3 separate regions of the Mus musculus genome follow, and regions 1 and 3 are each linked to region 2. A link is a contact called in public Hi-C and Micro-C data. All regions are on one chromosome and are shown on one strand. Each heading gives the region's core, a stretch centred on a gene start, on an enhancer-like site or on the middle of the called end of the contact. The rest is flanking DNA. Distances are from core to core; before and after follow the strand shown. Region 1 has its middle 23 kb from the start of Gm31496. Region 2 holds the start of 9230102O04Rik (RIKEN cDNA 9230102O04 gene). Region 3 holds the start of Itih5 (inter-alpha (globulin) inhibitor H5).

Region 1 (2,723 bases), core at 52-2,551, 400 kb before region 2:
CAGCTGCCCTGCTTCGGGTCAACTTTGTACACGGGCTGTCTTCACCGGCCATTCTGCCCTCTCTAAGAGCACCTTTTGAATTTGATTCTCAAATTCTTTTTTCTTAATTGTCCCTTTACATTTTACTTATAAAAAGGGTTTATTTTATTTATGTGTTTGCTTGTGTGTGTGTGTTTGCTTACATACGCTTGATAGTTCACACATATGCATCAGATACACTAGAGATGGAATTATAAGCAGGTGGTGCTGGGAACTAAACTCTGGTCTTTCACATGAGATTTAAGTGCTCTTAACTGCTGGGCCATCTCTTCAGATCCTCTAAATCATGGTTTAAAGATAAAGGGAAGGGGGTAGGCACATAGGAAAGACAGCCAGCAGCTCTGAAATAGTGGGGGGCAGCTCCCAGCATAAGTAGTCACTGGAGACACTATTGAGGTTGTTATTTTACCAAAAGAACAGATGACAGGCAGAAAAGTAGGTAGGTAGAAATAGATAGATAGATAGATAGATAGATAGATAGATAGATAGATAGATAGATAGATAGATAGATAGATAGCAAGCTGTGGTGGGCAACTGACCACTGCTGGAAGACAAGCTATTCTGACTGAGGGTTTAACTGCTAGAAATTGGACACCTTTGTTCAGAAATTAAACTACTGAGTTGGAAATCATACTAGAGAACGCCTCTGCAAATTTTCCTTCCGGTCCTAGTGACACGCATAATTTACCCAGCCTGTAGTATCTGTCTTTACCCCCAAACAAGCCACTTCAAAAAATAAAAATCAATCCAGATGAACTAAGACTGGCTCCACTCAGCCTCCGTGCTCCTTGGAAGGGACCCCAGACAACAGTTTTGTTGTCTTGCACACTGATGGGGATACAATCGGCTCACTTAATTACAATGCCACATGCTTTAAATATTTTTACTGAAATTGATCAGGCCACAGGGAGAGAGAGCCCTAGTAACCAGGGAAGCTGGGGGGAAGTCCCTGGGGAGAAAGAGGAGATTGCTTCAAAGGTTTCCCTCACAAAGGCTGTGATTAAAGAGAAGCAGGAGGAAGGAAAAGGCTTTATAAAGGCACGGGGCAGGGGTTCTGATCCTCCCTTCACACTCAGGCCTGACTTTCCGTGTCAATAAATCTGAGGACATAATGGACAGGCTCTGAGTCTTCTTGCACTTTCTCTTTAAGTAAAATGTGTGAAGGACGTAGAGGACAAAAGCCGCCCTGGGAGAGCTCGGTTAATCCCTTTCAACACGTGATGAAGAGGGAGCATCAGGGTTTCTCCCTGGGTGGCGCTCTTGCTCTTGCTTAGTTGCTTGTTAGTCTGGAGGGTCAAGTTTGGTGGGGAGGAGGTACACGCTGTTCCTAGTTGTCTGATTTTGTTACATAGCAAATCATGAAAGTCAAATGAGACAAATCCAGTATTTACAAGAGCACAAAACTATTACCGATTTTCTTTTTCCTTCTGCTTATAATAGTTTTATTCTTTTTTTAATCTCTTTATTATTTTTTTCGTTGGATGGAGTTTCTCTGCGTAGCTCAGGTCTACTTTGAACTCCAAATCCCCCTACCGAAGTCTCTTGGTGCTGGGATCACAGTAGTGTTGTATGGCACCAGAACTGCTTACTTGGAAAGATGTCATTGGCTCGTGTGGAGGGATGTAACCCAGTGCTCTGATTTGTGAACAGGCTTTCCCACCTCAGTCTCCTTACTTTTGTGAGAAGAAAATGGTGTTGTTACACACAAACATGGTTATTATGAAGATAAATAAAATACAAGTCTTTCAATTTAGTTTCTATAGTGGAATCACTGTGACAGACAAAAATCTTTCCCCGGAGAATGGAAGTATATAAGCAAAATTAGTTGAATTTTCCATACACGCTCGTATGCATACTTAGTTTTCACTCTTTACAACAGCAGGAAATGGCCAAAGTTGCACTCGGCAGTCTCAAGTTTATCTATAATTGACATATTCTTTGACACAATGTTGCTTTTCAAGCAGACAGATTCTACAAAGTCACGATAAGCTTTCCTTTCTTCAACTCCTATTGGGTGAACAGTGGTCAAGAAAACCTCCGTGGATTCGGACTAGAATAGCTCTGTTGTATGTTACCTTTGCTCTGGGATGAGGCTAGCTCTGGGGGAGGTTTTGTTTGTTTCTAAGCCACCTGTAGCAGTGGAGTTCTTAGAAATGAGACAGGATTTTGCAATAGGATTCAACTGTGAGAACCTGGGTCAGTTCCTACCATTTCATTCCAGAGTCTATACTAGGTGGGACACACAGAAATTAGTCTGTGCCCTCTGCGTGTGGCTTTGTGCAACCCCCTCCTCTCTTGTCAGATGTCAAATAAGCAGCAGCGTTTTCCTGTTTGTCCCTAAAATAGTCAGAAATTGAGACTCAGTGCAGAGAGGCCACAACCAAGCCAGACATTGTAAGACCCCCGAAGCTGGGCCTCTGCTCAAGTCCCTGGATGAGTTGCACCCCAATGTGAAAAACCACACATGGTGCAAACTGCAAGAGGTTTTATTATCAGCCAGCTGAGGACGAACTCCTTCCTCCTCGCAGGGCAGGGGAGTTCGACCTCAGCGGTAACAGTAGGGGGCTTTTAACAGCTAGCTGAGGAGTTGGGAGGAGTTGGAAGGAGTTGGGCTACAGCTCTTCTCTGCCCGGTGTCCTAGGTAAAATTACAATTATTGCATCTCTGGTTGTAAGATATAGAAA
Region 2 (2,700 bases), core at 189-2,688:
CCCGAGGTAGCTGGACTAGAAAGGGCACAGGTGCAAGCAACCAACAGGGAAGTCTTTATGTCTCCGTGGCTGTGAACTGGCCTGTGTCTTTGTGATCTATGTGTCCAGAGAACACACAAACATCCTCAATGAAAACACTCCCTAAAATTAGTGATGGGACCGTCCTGTTCTCAGGGCAGCTTCCAGCAACCCTGGCGTGAACTACTGTTATCACCACTGAATGAGGCAATGTCATTTCTTGTCACACACACACACACACACACACACACACACACACACACACAGAGAGAGAGAGAGAGAGAGAGAGAGAGAGACAGACAGACAGACAGACAGACAGAGACAGAGAGACAGACAGACAGAGACAGAGACAAAGAGAGAGACAGAGACAGAAATTGAAATTTCAACCGGAAAGCAACTCCGTTGTAAAATCAGACAGCGACTCGTGGTTTCTTAGAGCACTATCCTTGTACTGTGCTCAGGCGATGTCCAGTAATCAGGAATAAATGCCTCAGAGCCTTTCCCTCACTTCCCCCTTCATCTCCACTTTTTGTTTTCCTTTTCGACACAGGGGTTCTCAGTCCTGCTTTGTACACCAGGCTGACCAGCTAGAGACCCACCTGCCTCTGCCTCCGGAGTGCTGAGGACAGGGCAATCTATTAAAGGGGTGCTACTGCGCTGGACCCTCTCTCTTTACCTCATTCCCTTCCCACTTCAATACTCCCCCCCCCCGCCCCCCAACTCCCCTGTCCACCCTTCTGTCTGTTAAGAGAATCAGATCATGCCTTTAGCCCCAGCCAGACCACTGTAGTTCTTAGGATTTTCTTTTTTAGCCTCCAAGTTTCTTTGGAAGCCCAACTTCCTCCAGTTAAGACTTTTGGGAGCAATGACGGGGTTGGGGGTGGGGCACGCGACCGCATTTTCACAGCTCTTTACGTTTTAGAGCAGTGTTCAATCCGGAGCCGGTGTCGGCAGAAGGGAAGGAGCGCGGCGAGGCCGGCAGAGCAGACCCGAGGAGACCTGGGGGACAGAAGGTGCTCGCGAGGGAGCTTTAGTAAGAGGAGTGGGAGAGGGAAGAAAGTCTGCTTTGGTTCGGAAGTGCCCCTATAGGACGTACATTCTAAGGAAAAAGAGGCTTTCAAATTGGAGGCGAACTTGTTGAAGGTAAGGAGAAAGAGGAGGAGGGACAGCAGGGACCTTAAAGGGGGACAAGAAGCATTGAATGGGAAGTGAATGGGAAGCATGGGGAAACCGTAAAAAGCCCCACCCGCCCGCGAGACCCAGAAGTGAGATCTAGATACCGCTGGGTGCAGGGGATTGGGAGGATCAACTGTTGTAGTCACGTGGGCACATGCGTGCCTCTCTGGTCTCTGCTCCAGCCCCCATCCAGTCGCGCGTAAGGAGGAAGGGTACTTGTGTCTCTTACGCTTCCCGGAAGCCAGTCACATCTTCCCAGGACCCACGGCTTTCCTGGACAGTTCATAGGGTGCATTAGGGCAACAGGTTGGGCATAGGTTGTTAAGAGCATGGCTCCAGCCTAGTCCTCACAGCTTACTGGAGAGTGTGACTCTGCCACTTGGTGGCGGAGAGCTGGAGCGACAGGGCTGGGGACTGGCAGGATTGCTTTGGCGAAGATGGTTCTTCCGGGTTCCCCAATGGACCAGAAGATCCCCTTCTTTCCTTTTGCCAGATTGGCAAATGGTGTTCTCAGCTTGCTCCACTCTTGGGTTCATCGCACCCCAGAGGACGCCCCGCCGAGGCGCAGACGGGTTGGTGTCTAAATGGAAAGAATTTCAGGTTTGTGGAGGTAGAGACAGGTCGCTGACAGTATCTAGGAGAAAAGCGTGCCTATCCTGGTATCACCCACTCTGCAACGTGACATCCATCACCCGGTAGCTCTCGCCACTCCACGGGTGCCGACTAACACTTTCGGGACTCCCAGCTTCTCCTTTCTCCTCTGTCTTCCGCCCCACCTCAACAGTTCCGTAGGCTCTGACCGGTCTCCTTCTCCCAGGAGTTGACCACCCCAAAGCTGAACACTGAGTCACCTCTTTCTACCCAACCGGTTGGAGCAGCCCCAACTTATTGACTTCATGGTTCAGCCACGGACAAAACTTTGTTTTATTTCTCCCCAAGGATATATTTATTTTAAAAGTCAGCCTCCATATTTTTTTTGCAAAAATATTGTGAAGGGAAAATTCAACCTGCCAAAACAAATGGACCCTGACCCTTTTCTACCTCGGTGTTTGAAGGGTTTCATTTCACTCTAGCTGAAATGTACTCGTGGTAGATTCTCTTGGTACATGATTCAGATGCCCTTGCTATTGGATGGGAATGGGAAGGTGTGTGTGTGTGTGTGTGTGTGTGTGTGTGTGTGTTTACTCCAAGCAGGACACTGCAGTTATCTGGGTCCTGGGTAGGGCAAACAGCTTCATTTCCTTTATAGAATTTTCCCTTGACTGCTTCTAGTTCCTGTTTTTATTTTTTTATTTTTCTCCTCAAAAATAAAATTTCCTCATGAAATAATTTAAGACAATTGGGACCCATAGGATCCTTTTAACTCTGATGAATATTCTTCTATGCCTGGATTAGACAGCAGCAATCAAGTCCAGCCAAAAACATTCAAATTCTATTTTACTAATCCCGACTAAAGGGTGGTGGTGGCCGCTGCAGCAGTGGTGTGAAGTAAAGGCAAAGAGACTA
Region 3 (2,700 bases), core at 3-2,502, 260 kb before region 2:
AATTGTAAGCCAGACACGATGCACACCTATAATCCCAGCATTTGGAAGAGTCAGACTGGAAGACTGAGAGTTCAAAGCCAGCCTGGGTTAATAGCAGGCTTTAGTCCAGCCCTAGCCCCATAGAACAGCATGCCTTGCAGAGAAAATACATTGCATTCAAATATGGAGTGTGCTCAGGACAGCTGTAAATGGCAGAGTAGGCAGAGTGGGGACCAGCCTTTCTTTGGACCCAAGCCTACTTTTCTCCTACACCTCCACAAAAGCTCGCTTCTCCTACAGGATCCTTACAGGGATGTTAGGACATATCTGTTTGACAGTTTTCGTGGAACGTTTCCAGTGGTCAGACACTGGACTGAACCTTTTCATTTGCAGAGCTGTTGTCATCTGTGCGGTTATGAACTTAAAACACAAACTCTGACGTATGCACCAAGTACCTGAGCTTGACACTGGCTTAATTGTGGGACCTCCAGTAAACTACTCACAATTAATAAGAACCAGAGGGCAAATTGGGTTTTCCCATGTTTGGGTGGAGAGTGTTGAAGTTTCCAGGAGTTTAAGGCTTTTAATCAGCTATCGACCCCACCCCCCCACCCCCCCCCCCACCCCCCCCCCGCTTCCCGGGTGAGAGCTAACAGTTAACCATCTCACACTTCTAAGATTTTCGGAAACTTTCAATGAACTGCTGGGCAGGAGCCTTCTCAGAAATTTGTAAGGACGGATAGGAATCTGGTAGGCAGCGGGAGCTAACAAGAACATTGGATTCTGCACAACTTTGAAGTTCCATGTACGGCTCTGCGAGAATCTGGCACGGAGCAGGCGCTGAGGACCACTCAGAAGTAGCACAAGTGACCAACAGATGGGAAAGTCCCCATGCTGAAGACTGGGAAAAGAAACAGTGCAGACCCAGAGGAAGGCGATCCCCCTCCCCCCTTCCTTGCATCCTACAGATCAATTCCAGCCTGTCCAGAAGCCATAAGCCCCAGGGAGATGGAGGGAAGGGACAGAGTCGCTGGCTCCCACAGCTCTTTCCCCTACTTACTTGCTCCGAGGTGTCGTCCCAACTCCTTGCCTCTTCCTGGGACTCTGAGAAGAGGGGCAACCCCAAGCACAGCCCTAGCAGCAGGAGCATGGCGAAGCCAGAGCGCGCGACCTCTCTGGGACAGCGAAGGTTTTTCAGGGAGTTGGAGGAGCCGCGGCTGCAGAGAAACACGCTGCATCCAGCCCTTCCTCCACCAAAGCCCCGCCCATCAATGTCCCCGCCCCCTTTATGCCCTTCAGGCCATCCTGAGTCCTGTCGCCTGTCGCCGCACTACCACTACCCCAGGCCACGCCTCTCTGTCCCTTGGGGAGTTTAGAGGGCATCCTTGGCTCCGCCCACAACTCACCCTATGATCCCTATGATCCTAGTTTTGCCTCCCCTGGGCTCCAAGGTTGACCGCAGGCCAGCTTTCTGCAGGCCACCACCTCCATCCTCCAGCTTGAGGAGCTACTGGGTTCCCATGTTTGGTTCCAGGAGGAAAAGACTCCAGACCTGCCCTAGTTGAGTGCACAGCGAAGCGAACTTTGTCCTGCATGCAGTCAACAAACTTCAGTGGAACTTGTTTCCTCTGCCTGTAGCTGCCAGGTACATCACTCCAACCCTTCATCCCCCGGTTTCCTTCGCTTTAGGATTTGCATAATTCCTGTTGCCCAGATCAGCTTTTAGAGCTCACCTGAAGTCTAAAGTTGACAGGGGCCCGCCCTTAGTATCTGCCACCAATGCTAGAGTCACAAATAACACGAGATGACAACTGATGGTCTAAGGCACACAAGCTGCATTGTCCCATTTAATTGATGAACTCTGGTATTGGAGGACAGAAAAGAGAACCTGCGTTCGCTTTTGAGAACATAGAACATTTGAACCTGTTTGGATTTTAGCTGGGGAATGAGTAGCATGTATCTTGATTACAGAATGTTGGTTCTATTTCTGACTTGCCACAGGAAAACCACTTCCGGTGAACCTGCCATGCCTGACCTTTTGCAACCGTAGGTGTGGGGGGAGGGGCAGTCTTTTTGCCCTGTGCACAAATAATGTAGCTATGTGTTTAGTGCAAAAGGCAGTTGTCTCAAAGACATACTCTGTCTCTGGCAATTCCATCTATCTAGATAGGGTGAGAAACGGGCTTCTGTGACCAAAAATGGGGAAGTGGCTGCCCCCATCCTAGGCACGATATGTCCCGTTAGACAGCCAATAATAATCATGAGGTCTATAGAAACACAGAGAGTGTTGGCAGTGTGATGGTGGGTGTAGGGATGTCAGATCACAGAACCACATCAACTGACACATCATAACTAGGTAAAAACACACAGGAATACACTTCACAAAAATCAGCAACAGTAGGCATTATGGCTTGAGCAGCCACCTCCTCTTAAAACATCCCACTTATTATTCTTAGAGCAATGGTGTTCGTTCTGCAGAGAAATCAGGAGAAGTTCGAACAAGCAAACTTGGTGCTACTGTGAAATAAATGAAAGGAAGATCCTGGTCGTCAACGTTAATCATTTAATTAGCCTAATCACCCAGTAATTTAAAAGGCACACAGCCAGCAGGAAGAAAGGCTGCTCCAGCCAGGTTTCCACACAGAAACCACATAGAAACCTGGCAGCAAACAGGTTGTTTACAGTTGCTATTCTCACTAAGGAAAAAACCCTCAGATCTTC

What was found. A called contact is a pair of places that touch in the nucleus more often than the background predicts.
Region 1: a Micro-C map of trophoblast stem cells shows a contact between it and region 2, with 8 times the contacts expected there. The contact joins the enhancer-like site here to the promoter of 9230102O04Rik in region 2. A contact is called at or near these places in 6 of 39 promoter capture datasets (cranial neural crest, embryonic stem cells, liver and 1 more), 1 of 15 datasets of contacts at CTCF or cohesin (stem cell-derived epiblast-like cells), 37 of 484 Hi-C or Micro-C datasets (the AML12 cell line, the Ba/F3 cell line, the N1E-115 cell line and 15 more), 3 of 115 datasets of contacts at active chromatin or transcription factors (astrocytes, embryonic stem cells and neural tube) and 2 of 9 other capture datasets (embryonic stem cells and pancreatic islet).
Region 3: a contact with region 2 is called in a Hi-C map of LSK cells, with 4 times the contacts expected there. The contact joins the promoter of Itih5 here to the promoter of 9230102O04Rik in region 2. A contact is called at or near these places in 1 of 39 promoter capture datasets (liver), 6 of 484 Hi-C or Micro-C datasets (LSK cells, the N1E-115 cell line, embryonic stem cells and 3 more), 1 of 115 datasets of contacts at active chromatin or transcription factors (bone marrow-derived macrophages) and 2 of 9 other capture datasets (adipose tissue and liver).

Annotation. Positions count from the first base shown.
Region 1 is chr2:10,283,304-10,286,026 of GRCm38.p6, reverse strand. No RefSeq gene overlaps it. Among named protein-coding and RNA genes, the nearest start is that of Gm31496, 23 kb to the left of the region's middle. Within about 2 kb of position 1,301, at least 46 of the 459 cell types and tissues checked have an H3K27ac peak or open chromatin away from gene starts, as enhancers often do. A contact at or near this core is called in Sertoli cells, muscle stem cells, trophoblast stem cells and 1 more, where this site is marked.
Region 2 is chr2:9,888,278-9,890,977 of GRCm38.p6, reverse strand. It overlaps 9230102O04Rik (RIKEN cDNA 9230102O04 gene), which reads left to right and starts at 1,438. Exons shown (of 4, transcript NR_040511.1): 1 at 1,438-1,766.
Region 3 is chr2:10,152,095-10,154,794 of GRCm38.p6, reverse strand. It overlaps Itih5 (inter-alpha (globulin) inhibitor H5), which reads right to left and starts at 1,252. Exons shown (of 14, transcript NM_172471.2): 1 at 1,040-1,252. The coding sequence starts at 1,129.